2 separate regions of the Macaca mulatta genome follow, and region 1 is linked to region 2. The links are chromatin contacts, called in public Micro-C maps. All regions are on one chromosome and are shown on one strand. The core of a region is the stretch at or near the end of the contact, and the rest is flanking DNA. Distances in the headings are between cores, read along the strand shown.

Region 1 (6,763 bases), core at 2,938-5,437, 220 kb before region 2:
CTTGAACCCTGGAGGCAGAGGTTGCAGTGAGCAGAGATCACGCCACTGCACTCAAGCCTACATGACAGAGCGAGACTTCATCTCAGAAAAAATCCAAAAACACAAGCAAAGAATTCAGTACAAATATTTGTAGTGAACTTTTAGTTAAAGGCAAGATTTATAATGTAATGTTAAGTATAAAAAGAAAAAAGGTAGCTGGGTGCGGTGGCTCACACCTGTAATCCCAGCACTTTGGGAGGCCGAGGCAGGTGGATCACGAGGTCAAGAGATTGAGACCATCCTGGCCAACATGGTGAAACCCCGTCTCTACTAAAAATACAAAAATTAGCTGGGTGTGGTGGTGGGTACCTGTAGTCCCAGCTACTTGGGAGGCTGAGGCAGGATAGTCACTTGAACTTGGGAGGCGGGGGTTGCAGTGAGCCGAGATCACACCACTGCACTACAGCCTGGCAACAGAGCGAGACTCCGTCTCAAAAAAAAAAAAAAAAAAAAAGGAAGGACACAAAGCCTTACATAGGGTATAACCTTGGCTATATATAAATGGATCCCTGGGGAAGAAAGTCTAGAAAACCATACCAAACTGTTAAAAAATAATGATCTCTGGTAGGGTAGAATTAAGGAGAAAGTTAAATTTTTGTCATTAAGTGATAATTTTTATTTGATTTTTTAAAAGATCATATATTTTGTAATACAGAAAAAAGATGTAAAAAAGATCACACACCTTGGCAGGCAGTGTGTACACACAGAAAAGTTGGTTGGATATTTTAATAATTTTAATAAAAGCTTAGCACTGGGTGCAATGATTATATATGATTTTAATTTTTTGGTTATATTTCTCAATGTTTTAAAAAAAACAAGAAGGTACTACTTTCTTTCTTTTTTTTTTTTTTTTTTTTTTTTTTGAGACGGAGTCATGCTCTGTCGCCCAGGCTGGAGTGCAGTAGCCGGATCTCAGCTCACTGCAAGCTCCGCCTCCCGGGTTCACGCCATTCTCCTGCCTCAGCCTCCCAAGTAGCTGGGACTACAGGCGCCCGCCACTTCGCCCGGCTAGTTTTTTGTATTTTTTAGTAGAGACGGGGTTTCACCGTGTTAGCCAGGATGGTCTGGATCTCCTGACCTCGTGATCCGCCCGTCTCGGCCTCCCAAAGTGCTGGGATTACAGGCTTGAGCCACCGCGCCCGGCCAGAAGGTACTACTTTCAAAGTGTTTACGTCAAGATTGAAGAAGACACGAACAGTTCCTCCCTGTTTACCCAGTGACTTTTTAGAGGCAGTCCGAGGAAATAATTTTGATGAGCTGGTCCAGAAACAGCTGTGAGTCCTAGACTGTTCCCACACAAAGATGTCCATATGACAAATGGGTCCCTTAGTACCTCAGCCTCCTTGAGTTGCTATTTATAACCTTTGCCATTTATAACACTATTTATAACACAAAGTTTGTTTATATATTTATTTAAACGTGATTTTACCCATATAAAGATGCTGTGGGTGGTATCACACAATGTGTTTTGCCTTCTATGAATAGCCCTGTTAGTACGCTGGAGATTCTTGGCCAGGCATGGTGGCTCACACCTGTGATCCCAGTGCTCTGGGACATCAAGGCAGTAGTATCACTTGAGCCCAGGAGTTTGAGACCAACCTGGGCAACATAGTGAGACCCTATCTCTACAAAAAATTTAAAAATTAGCCAGTCATGGTGGCGTGCGCCCATGGTCCCAGTTACTCAGGAGGTTGAGGCAGGAGGATTGCTTGAGGTTAGGAGTTTGAGGCAGCAGTGAGCCACTGAACTCCACCAGCCTGTGTGACAGAGCGAGACCCTCGACTCAAAAAACAAAACAAAGCAAAAAACCCAATTAAGTTGAGAGTCTTAAATGAATGCTTCTACTTTCACCTGACTGATGGACATTGCATGGGTAAGCTGACAGCAAAAAAGGTCCCCGGATGCTTAAAAAAAAAACACGTGCTGTTACCATTACTTGTCAGTAGGTGGCAGCAACTCACCAGCTCGTCCGTGCCTTCCTGCCCGTGGAGCCAGTACATTTAAGAACAGCTTTCACTAATAATTAGAACACAACAAGCCACTTAAAAAGACTTACTGAAATAAGAGCAGAATTGAAGAAGTTTATATTCCACTAATAATTTTCTGGAGCATTTAGTTAGTCTTTTAAAAAAATACTTCTGAAAGAAAGTACAATCGACTGGCTTTTGTAAATCCTAAACTGGACATGCTAATTCTAATACAATCCAAAGTACACTTTAAAAACCTCTGCAAATTGGCCAGGCGCGGTGGCTCACACCTGTAATCCCAGCACTTTGGGAGGCTGAGGTGGGCGGATCACCTGACGTCAGGAGTTCGTGACTAGCCTGGCCAACATGGAGAAACCCTGTCTCTACTAAAAATACAAAAATTAGCCAGGTGTGATGGTGGGCATCTGTAATCCCAGCTACTCTGGAGGCTGAGGCATGAGAATCGCTTGAACCCAGGAGGCAGAGGTTGCAGTGAACGAGATGGTGCCACTGCACTCCGGCCTGGGTGACATAGCAAGACTTTGTCTCAAAAACAAAACAAAACCTCTGCAAATTAGTTCAGGATTAATTTATTGTCTGTTTATTTATGTAATTACAATGGAAGACTGGTTGAAAAGAAACTGATCTGGCATTGTTACTAGATAAAGGTGGATAAAGGGGAAATCCTTTGAAGGTGTTTGTTTCCCCACCTTTAAAATTACCAGAAATTTTGTATCTGAAGAAAACTGAATATGAGAAAGGTACTTGGTAGTGATGTGTTTTTCACATCTCAGCCCACGTTACTAAGCAAAATTTCTTGGAACTGCTGTAGTGGCATCACTGATCCTCTGATTGTAGCAATAATGTAGCACAACGGCACTATCTAGGCACAAACAGCTTTTGTGCCGTGCTTCTTAAAGTTCTGTCTGCAGTGTAAGCCACTGGTGGTACTGGCCACGGAATTAGCACTAACAGTGGGGCAATGACAGTTACAGTCTGTCTTTGAGGCCTGGCCAGGTTTCTTTCAGGCTCTTGTCTGGGGGCCTGCTGGCATTTTCACGGTTAGAGAAAGCTGCAAGTTTTCTCAACAGTTTGTGATTACTAGTGCATGATCTAGAAAGCTTAATGAAAGCTTTCTAGCTTTCACTCAAAAAACCAGCATGGGGGTTACCTCTGAGGGTGGGCATGGGGGACTTGCAGGGGTCATACCTTTGGATGTTTCATGGTACTCACATATTACTGATCTAATACCTCTTCCACAGCCTCGTTTGGAGGGTGTTACAGCAGCTGCCTACTCTTGCCTGCCTTCCTTTGCTCAGACACCATTCTGCCAGAACACTCTCCATCATTTCTCCCTTCACACTTCCTACTTTAAGACAACCAACCAAGTAGCTATACAGTCAGGAGCTCCTATTACAGGCCTTACTGATTTATTGACTAGGCATAAATAATGCAAGTTTACTAGCTCAGTGGTGGTTCTTCCTTCTCAGGAATGTTGATCTGCCCTGGAAACTGTAAGGACCAGCAGAGACTGGATATATACACTGCCTGGAACTTCATTTGAACCAAGTAATAATTTGGAGAACTAGTTTGCTCTAAGGAACTACATCTCTTTACCTCCATCCTGTTTGATAGTTTGCAGATTAAGTGCTCTCCGTTCGGCCTGGCATTCATGGATTTTTATAATCAACACCCAACTAATTCTCCATAGCTCTTCTCCCGACAAGCACGTCAGCCACACCGGTCTACTTGTCACCTCTGAACAGGCTTTCCTCTGTTTGGTGAATGCTATTCTGGTGCTGTTCACCATATATTACACTGGGAAGCCTTCCTCTTTCCTGCTCCCCTCCCCACCTGGAGAGGTGAGTGGCAACCTTTTCCTCCTCTCCCCTCCTGCTTCTGTAGCAAACATGGTCACACAGGTGGTCATTCATTCCATTGGATGAGAATGCACAGCCTCATATGTCCCTTTTCTCTGGTAGACCATGTGGAACTCAAGGCCAGGGACCAGTCATCAGAATGCAGTTTAGTGCCTAGCCAATAGCAGGCACTTGGTAAGTACTTGCTCTATTCTCTTTAACATCACTACCCCAAAAAGTTGTTGTCTAGTGTTGAGGGTGGGGCAAAAGGGAAGTGAGGAAGGGTGTGGTGCAAGGAAGTTGGGGGTTGCTGGGTCTGAGAGTATTATGACATACTCTCAGTTTGTCAATATGTATGTTGGAAGTAGTTTTTACCAGAATGAATAACAGATGAGAAAGCAGCTGATTGCAAAGACAATAGGATTTCTTGGCAGCATGAGAAGGTTTCCCTTTCTCTTTATGGAGGAAGAGAAAGATTTCCATGGGGGCGTTTACCCTTGAAAGGCTTCACAGATGTAGTTTCTGAATTTGCATGTTAGATGAGGACAGTGGAGGAGACAGGAGTCTATCAATGAGGAAGGAGATTCCGTTTCAGGCCTGAAAAACCCCATGGAAGAAACCAAGTGTTCAGGTAGACTCTCAGGAAGATCAGGCAGGAGAGCAAGAACAACAGAGAGAGGGGGAGACGGAGGAGTGGGAGCCACAGCAAGTTCATCAGCCCATCAGGGCTGTGATGTAGCGGGGTGGCCAGTCCCCCAGTAGGTGGCAGGGACTCCAGCATCATCCCCTCACTGACCACCAAGCCTGAAGCTCCAGATCTGGTCCGAGGGTGGTCCCTTTCCTCCCATCTCACTCCCAGGGTGCGTGCCTCTGTGCTAGGTTGAAGAGGATCTGCCCATAAAGGAGACCATTCTTTGAGCAATGGTTTATGTTGTCTGCTCAGCTCTGAACTTCCCTCATAACATGGAGTTAGAGGTGGGAATGCATTAGGAACAAAGAACCCTGGAATTCAGTTTCTTGTCTGACTCCAATTTATGTGTGACTCCTGGGACAAGTCATTTAGCCTCTCTAGGCCCCTATTTCCTATATGTAAAATCAGGAAATTACCATCCCACAAAAATAGATGCATTTGTTAATACTGAATATCAGAAATAGGAGAAATACAGTACGTATTAATATTAGCAGCGATAGGCGATGTGCATGATTTGCATTACCGTTAGGCTGCGAGACTCTGCGACTGTGCTAGTCTGTGTGGGTGGCGTCTGAGTGTTGGGGGAAGTAGAGGGAAGGTTCTCTGCTAAACACTGATTCAGGGCAGTTGTTTTCCAGGATCGATCAGGCTGCTGATAGAATCATCCTCAAAGTTAAAATAAAAATTCCAGGGCCCAGTGTGGGACTATGGACCTGAGTGATTTTGGAACCACTGACTCAAGTGAGGACCCAAAAATGTAGAGAATGGACCTAAAAAATGGAAAAAAGCACAGATGCCAGACTCAGTAGCAAAGCAAGTGTTGAAATTTAACACTGAATATTAAACTGATTCCCTACCAGGTCTGCCGGAAGAGAAGCATGCAGCCATTTGGGAAGCTGAGGGTCAAGGTCATTTTTATTCCAGGTATTCTCAGACAGGCTCTCACATGTCAGTGCCTAGTGCTTGACAGAATAATTTCCCTCCTGAGTTAGATGATTCATTGGAAAATGAAGCCCTCCTGTCGAGCCCTTTCAAAAAAAGTCTCCTTTCTTTACTCCCTTAATTGCAGAAAGTAGAAAGAGGGTGATTAAATCCCCATTAGCAACCCAGGGATCAAGCTGCTAAGAAACCTCAGAATTGCATAAGCACCAGCCCTCTTCGCTGCAGTCAAATGGGCCAAAACTCGGAAGAGAAATTGACTTGCTGTGATGGCCGCTCATTTGACAGCCATGCTTGGCCACTGAGCCGTAAATCTGACAACACCTGAGCAATGCTCTGTTTTCTAAAATCAGACTTCGTTTTTGTTCTGAAGATGCTGTGGTATAACTCAATCATGTGTCTAGTTTGGACCTTTCTGGAATAAATACCAGAAAGGCACTGGGAGGGGAAAAATTCTCTGTGGGTTTAACACCAAAATTTATAAAATTTCATAGTTAGTTTGCTAGAAACATGGGGAGCTAAAGGAAGAATTTAAACATCACCACAAAGAAGCCAACAGACAAGCTAGAATGTGGGACATTCCGTACAATAGTTTCTACAGCAAGTCAAGGGTAGAAAAAAAAAGCGGGTGGAGGGGGGGAGAGGTTTGTTTTGGATTAAAGGAAGTCTAAAAGATATACCTAACAACCAATTGTAATGCATGGACCTTGTTTGGATCCTAATTTGAACTAATCAAATGTACAAGGCATTTTTGAGACAATGGGGGAAATTTGATAATGGAATGGGTTAATAACCAAGGCTTATTATTTTTGTTAGCTGTGAAAATGTGACAGTACTTGGCATCGCGGTTATGTAAGATGACAACCCCATGCTTTAAGAGATGCATACTGAAGTGTATAGCCGCAGACTGACATATCTGGGTTTTATTTCATCAAAGGACTTCTCTTTTATCAAAGGAAAAACAAAAGCAAAGAGATGGAGCAAACGTGGCAAAATCTTGCTAATTATTACATCTAGGTGATGGGTTTATGGGGGGTTCATTATAATGTTCTCTCCACTTCTGTGTATGTTTGAGATTCTGTCATAATATTTTTGTGTGTGTAGGTAAGCCTCAGCATGAGAAGCATCAGTAAACTATCAAAAGTGGGGAGGGTTGAGAGTGGGTGGCACTGCGTCTTTGCAAGGAAAATAAAAATAGCATGGGCTCTCAAACTTTAAGGAGCTCTGCGCTCTGCAGAGATGGCTCCTTATTCTCTCTAAACAGGGAA
Region 2 (6,342 bases), core at 234-2,733:
CGCACCCTTCAATGGCGTGATATCCGTGGTTACACAGAGCAGTCCAATCCTCCCATTTTGGTTTTTTAATTATGTAAATGAAAGAAAAAAACTATCCAACTCCCATCTGCCCAAAGGCTGAGGCTGAGGAGGACTCTAAGAACCTACCCCTTACAAGATGGCATTTCAAAGTTAAGGGAGTCTAGCTTTTGTGTACTGAAGGGAATGTTCATTAAGAAATAAATGTCTTAGACACAGGCCCCTTTCCTATTCCTGGTTGGCCTAAAGATGTATAATTTAAAAAAAAAAAAAAAAGCAGGGCTTGGGGGTTGGTTGGGGAGAAGTGACTTCAAAACACAAGAAGTAACATTGCTTTGTCTAATAAAGTGAAGTTTGAACTCCTCTGCCTGGCAAGTTAGGAAAATATCCCTTCCTTCCTAAAAATGGAGACAACTTTCTGGGAAAATAAACATTTATTGCTCAAAGGTCTGTGGGTTTGAGTTCACCTTCACCTGCATGTTTAGCCATGGGAAGATCTCTAAGACAGCCATGCTAAGAGTGTACCAGCCTGCCCTGGATGCCAGGAGGCCTTGAAGTCCAAAGCCAGCAGGGCTCCCTCCCTCTCAGCCATGGACCCCGGGGTCTTGCAGTGATAAAGGTGGTGGCTGATTGCACCTATGAAGCCATTGAGGAATTATTAGTGTAAATCTTTCATTTGGAAATGCACTGCCTGGGAACAGGCATGGCCCTAGGATGAGTTCCTATGAGTGGAAGGGGTCTCCTAAATCTTGGGTGAAGAATGCCTGGGTGAGATAGGAAGGAGAGACAATTTTTTTCCCTCTGCCTATAAAGAGGGCTGGATTTAAGAGCAGGAAAGAATGATTAGGAGTTGTGTGCATCCCAAGGAGTCCTCCTGTGAAGGGAGCCTTAGAGATAGGTGTGGTGGGGCATGCTTGTAGTCCCAGCTACTAGGGAGGGTGAGGTGGGAACATTGATAGAGCCCAGGAGTTTGAGGCCAGCTTGGGAGACATAGTGAGATCTTCCATCTCATTCAGGAAGGAGGGGAAGGAAGGGAAGGGAGGGAGGGAGGGAGGGAATAAGGGAGGAAGGAAGAAAGGGAGGGAGGGAAGGTTTTTCACCAAAATAAGAGGAAGTCATACTTAGCAAAAAACTTTAATTTTTAACCTTCTGCTCCGTAGTGTCCTTAATTACCCGAAAGCTTCAGTGAAGCGTGCCACACATCAGCCTGCAAGGCGGTGGGGTGAACAGGAGGCTACAGGGTGGAGGGGGTGTCTGTGTGAAGACCCAAGGGAGAGCTTCCAAGGGATCACTGGAACCCCAAAGGAATCCCCTCTCTTCCTAGATACATCAGATGAAACAGATTCTTGAAAAGGTGAAAGGCAGCCGCTTTGGTTACTTTGAAGTCCTCATGGAGTCCACAGCTACAGCTTTCAAAGGGGCAAAAAGGAACTAGTGCGCCGGCCGCAGGGGTTCGATGTGGTCCTCTTCCGCCACCTGTCGAGAACATAGGTTCATTGCAGTTTCCAAATGTACCTACTTGCAACTGTTCAAGGTCGCATTTTCTCCATTCAAATTAAAACTGAGTCCACAGGGAAGATACTTATTCTTACAGATCTAGCTTAGCTATGTTTTTGGTTCAACTAACCTTGATTTTTCGCTGTTAAAATAATAACATGGCCATAACAAGGAGGCAAAGTTCTGATATCTTTTTTCTTACATTTGGTTAATGCTTTAGAATATATAGAGGCACTGAATAAGGTTTTTGTGGTTTCTCAGAAAACATTATCACTCTAAAGGTGTTGAAGGCATTTTTGGAAAAGTAGGAGCGTACGAGTAACATTTGCAAACAGCAGAGCGGCAGTTTCTGCAGAATTCACATTGTGGAGCACCATGGGAAATACATGTTTAGGTAGGGCACAGAAGATTGTCCATGTTACATGAGCCTGCACATTCACTGGAAGACGGAGATGCTTCAGAACAATTGTTCGGATCCTTTGATCCCATAATCCAATTTCAAGAGTTTTCTTGCAAGAAAAGAATTTAAAAGCATGAAAAATGTAATATGGATGATATTTTTCATAAGATTGTTTAATAGTCAACAATTGAAGAAAAGTTGAGGCTACAGCTCATTCAGAATATAGAATATTATAATTATTTTAACATGTAGTAATATGGAAAAATGCCTAAGAAGATATAAAATATCTAAGTAAAAATAGAAATATTTAATTTCTATTAAATATTTCTGGAAAAGAATACTAAAAATATTATAACTGAGTTAGAGTGGTGGAATTAAGGGTTTACAATGTTATATATACTAATGTTTTTGTTTTTCTAATTCCACAAATATAAAAATGCTTTATAATAATACATTTAAATGATACAGAAGCATATAGAGTAAGAGGTAGAAGATCCTATTACCTTCCTGTCTTTCCTTTCCCTGTTAATAGATTGGTGTAAGTGCTTCACATCTTTGTCCTTGGAGTTACACACACACACCCCCCCACACACACCCACACCCCCATGTAATGTATATGTTGCACATATACATCATATATTATTTACAGGCATACCTCAGAGTTATTGTGGGTTTGATTCCAGACCCCCACAAGAAAACAAATATCTCAATAAAATTAGTCACACAAATTTTTTGGTTTCCCAGTGCATATAAAAGTTATGTTTATACTCTACTATAGTCCATTATAAGTACAAGAGCATTATGTCTAAAAACCAATTATATATATTAATTTAAAAAATGGTTAATTGCTAAAAAACATCCTAATGATCATCTGAGCCTTCAGCGAGTTGTAATCTTCTTGCTCGTTGAGGGCCTTGCCTCGATAGTGGTAGTTGCTAAAGGTTAGGGTGGCTGGTGCAATTTCTTAAAATAAGACAGCAGTGAAGTTTACCACATCAATTGACTCTTCCTTTGACAGAGGATTTCTCTGTAGCATGTGATACTCTTTGATAGCCTTTTAATCACAGTGGAATTTCTTTCAAAATTGGAGTCAATCCTCTCAAATCCTGCCACTGTTTTATTAACTAAGTTTATGTCATATTCTAAATCCTTTGTTGTCATTTGGACAATGTTTACAGCCTCTTCACCAGGAGTAGATTCCATCTCAAGAAACCATTTTCCTTGCTCATCCATAAGAAGTAAATCCTCATCTATTAAAGTTTTATCATGAGATTGCAGCAAGTCAGTCACATCTTCAGGATTTACTACTAATTCTAGTTCTTTTGCTATTTCAACCACACCTGCAGTTACTTCATACACTGAAGTCTTGAACCCCTCAAAGTCATCCAAGAGAGTTGGAATCAACTTCTTCCAAACTCCTGTTAATGTTGATATTTTTACCTCCTCCCTATGAATCACAGATATTCTTGGTAGCATCTAGAAAGGTGAATCCTTTCAGAAGGTTTTAAATTTACTTTGCCCAGGTTCATGAGAGGAATCACTATCAATGGCAGTTATGGCCTTATGAAATGTATTTGTTAAATAATCAGGCTTAAAAGTTAAAATTACTTCTTGATCCATGGGCTACAGAATGGATGTTGTGTTCGCAGGCATGAAACTTTAATCTCCTTGTATATTTCCATCACAGCACCAGAGTGACTTGGCACATTGTCAATGAACAATAATATTTAGAAATAAATATTTTTTTTGAGTAGCAGGTCTCAACAGTGGGCTTAAAATATTTAGTAAAGTATGCTGAAAACAAATATGTTACCTGAAAACAGACTTTGTTGTTCCATTGATAGAGGACAGGCACAATAATGTGACATAATTCTTAAGGGCTCTAGGTTCTTAGAATAGTAAATGAGCATTGGTTCCAACTTAAAATCACCAGCTGCATTAGCCCTGAACAAAAGATTCACATTGTACTTTGAAGCCAGGCATTGACTTCTCCTCTCTAGCTATGAAAGTCCTAGTTGGCATCTTCTTCCAATAGAAGGCTGTATCATCTATATCAAAAATCTGTTGTTTAGCGTAGCCACTTTCATGAGTGATCCTAACTAGATCTTCAGGGTAACTTGCTACAGTTTCTACATCAGCACTTACCGCTTTGCCTTGGACTGTTTTTTTCCAGCACAATTTTGTTTATTATTATTATTTTTATTTCAATAGGTTTTTGGGGAATAGGTGGTGTTTGATTACATGAATAAGTTCTTTAGTGGTGATTTCTGAGATTTTGGTTCACCCATTCACTCGAGCAGTGTACCCTGTACCCAGTGTGTAGTGTTTTGTCCCTCACCCTCCTCCCACCCTTTCCCAGAGTCTCCAAGGTCCATTTTATCATTCTTATGCCTTCGCATTCTCATAGCTTAGCTCCCACTTATAAGCCAGAGCATACTATGTTTGGTTTTCCATTCTTGAGTTACTTCACTTAGAATAATGGTCTCCAGTTTCATCCAGGTTGCGTGAATGCCACTATTTCATTTATTTTTATTTTATTTTATTTTTCTTAATATACTTTAAGTTCTGCAGTACATGTGCAGAAAGTGCAGGTCATGCCATGGTGGTTTGCTGTGCCCATCAACCCATCATCTACATTAGGTATTTCTCCTAATGCTATCCCTCCCCTAGCCACCCATCCCACAACAGGCCCCAGTGTGTGATGTTCCCCTCCCTGTGTTCATATGTTCTCATTGTTCTACTCCCACTTATGAGTTTGGTTTCTGTTCTTGTGTTAGTTTGCTGAAAATGATGGTTTCCAGCTTCATCCATGTCACTGCAAAGGACATGAACTCATCATTTTTTATGGCTGCATAGTACTCCATGGTGTATATGTGCCACATTTTCTTTATCCAGTCTATCATTGATGGGGATTTGGGTTGGTTCCAAGTCTTTGCTGTTGTGAACAGTGCTGCAATAAACATACGTGTGAATGTGCCTTTACAGTAGCATGATTTATAATCCTTTGGATAGATACCCAGTAATGGGATTGCTGGGTCAAATGGTATTTCTGGTTCCAGATCCCTGAGGACTCGTCACACTGTCTCCCACAATGGTTGAACTAATTTACACTCCCACCAACAGTGTAAAAGTGTTCCTATTTCTCTACATCCTCTCCAGCATCTGTTGTTTCCTGACGTTTTAATGATTGCTGTTCTAACTGGCATGAGATAGTATCTCACTGTGGTTTTGATTTGCATTTCTCTAATGACCAGTGATAATGAGCTTTTTTTCATACGTTTGTGGGCCATGTTAATGTCTTCTTCTGAGAAGTGTCTGTTCATATCCTTCACCTACTTTTTGATGGGGTTGTTTTTTTCTTGTAAATTTGTTTAAGTTCTTTGTAGATTCTGGATATTAGCCCTTTGTCAGACGGGTAGATTGCAAACATTTCCTCCCATTCCGTAGGTTGCCTGTTCACTCTGATGATAGTTTCTTTTGCTGTGCAGAAGCTCTTTAGTTTAATTAGATCCCATTTGTCAAATTTGCTTTTGTTGCCATTGCTTTTGGTGTTTTAGTCATGAAGTCTTTGCCCATGCCTATGTCCTGAATGGTATTGCCTAGGTTTTCTTCTAGGGTTTTTATGGTTTTAGGTCCTACCTTTTAAGTCTTTAATCCAGCTTGAGTTAATTTTTATATAAGGTGTAAGGAAGGGTCCACCTTGCACTTTTATATTATGGAGACTGCTTCTTTCCTTAAACCTCGTGAACCAACTCCAGCTAGCTTCAAACTTTTCTTCTGCAACTTTCTCACCTCTCTCAACCTTTGTAGATTTAATAAAGTTAGGACTTTGCTCTGGATTAGGCTTTGGCTTGAGGGAATGTTGTGGCTGGGTTAATCTTCTATCCAGACCACTAAAACTTTCTCCATATCAGCAGTAAAGCTGTTCTGCTTTCTTATTTGTGTGTTCACAGGAGTAGCACTTTTAATTTCCTTCAAGAACTTTTCTTTTGCATTCATAACTTGCCTAACTCTTTGGTGCAAGAGGCCTAACTTTTGGCCTGTCTTGGCTTTCAACATGCCTTCCTCAGTAAACTTAATCATTTCTAGCTGTGGATTTAAAGTGAGAGACGTGTGACTCTTCTCCTCCTTTCACTTGAATACTTACAGGCCATTGTAGGGATCTTAATTGGCCTAATTTCACGAGTGTCACATCTCAGGGTATAAAAAGGCCAGAGGGAAGAGAGCAAGATGGAGGAACAGCGTGTGGATGGGGAAGTCAGAACACACACAGTATTTATTAAGTTTTCTGTCTTATATGGGTTTGTGGTGCCCCAAAACAATTAGAATAGTAACGTGAAAGATCACTGATCACAGATCATAATAGCAGATATAATAATAATGAAAATATTTGAAATATGAGAATTACCAAAATGTAACACAGAGAC

Evidence for each region. Hi-C and Micro-C count contacts between places; a contact is called where the count stands out from the background.
Region 1: a contact with region 2 is called in a Micro-C map of CD4 T cells, with 14 times the contacts expected there. The contact joins two enhancer-like sites. A contact is called at or near these places in 8 of 14 Hi-C or Micro-C datasets (CD4 T cells, blood, cortical neurons and 4 more).

What each region holds. Positions count from the first base shown.
Region 1 is chr4:158,245,300-158,252,062 of T2T-MMU8v2.0, reverse strand. All of the region lies in intron 9 of RIPOR2 (RHO family interacting cell polarization regulator 2), which reads right to left. All of the region lies in intron 1 of LOC114677679 (a long non-coding RNA gene), which reads left to right. Among named protein-coding and RNA genes, the nearest start is that of ARMH2, 52 kb to the left of the region's middle. Within about 2 kb of position 4,187, at least 16 of the 40 cell types and tissues checked have an H3K27ac peak or open chromatin away from gene starts, as enhancers often do. A contact at or near this core is called in CD4 T cells and blood, where this site is marked.
Region 2 is chr4:158,019,647-158,025,988 of T2T-MMU8v2.0, reverse strand. It overlaps a transcript of CMAH not described here. Among named protein-coding and RNA genes, the nearest start is that of RIPOR2, 32 kb to the left of the region's middle. Within about 2 kb of position 1,483, at least 19 of the 40 cell types and tissues checked have an H3K27ac peak or open chromatin away from gene starts, as enhancers often do. A contact at or near this core is called in CD4 T cells and blood, where this site is marked.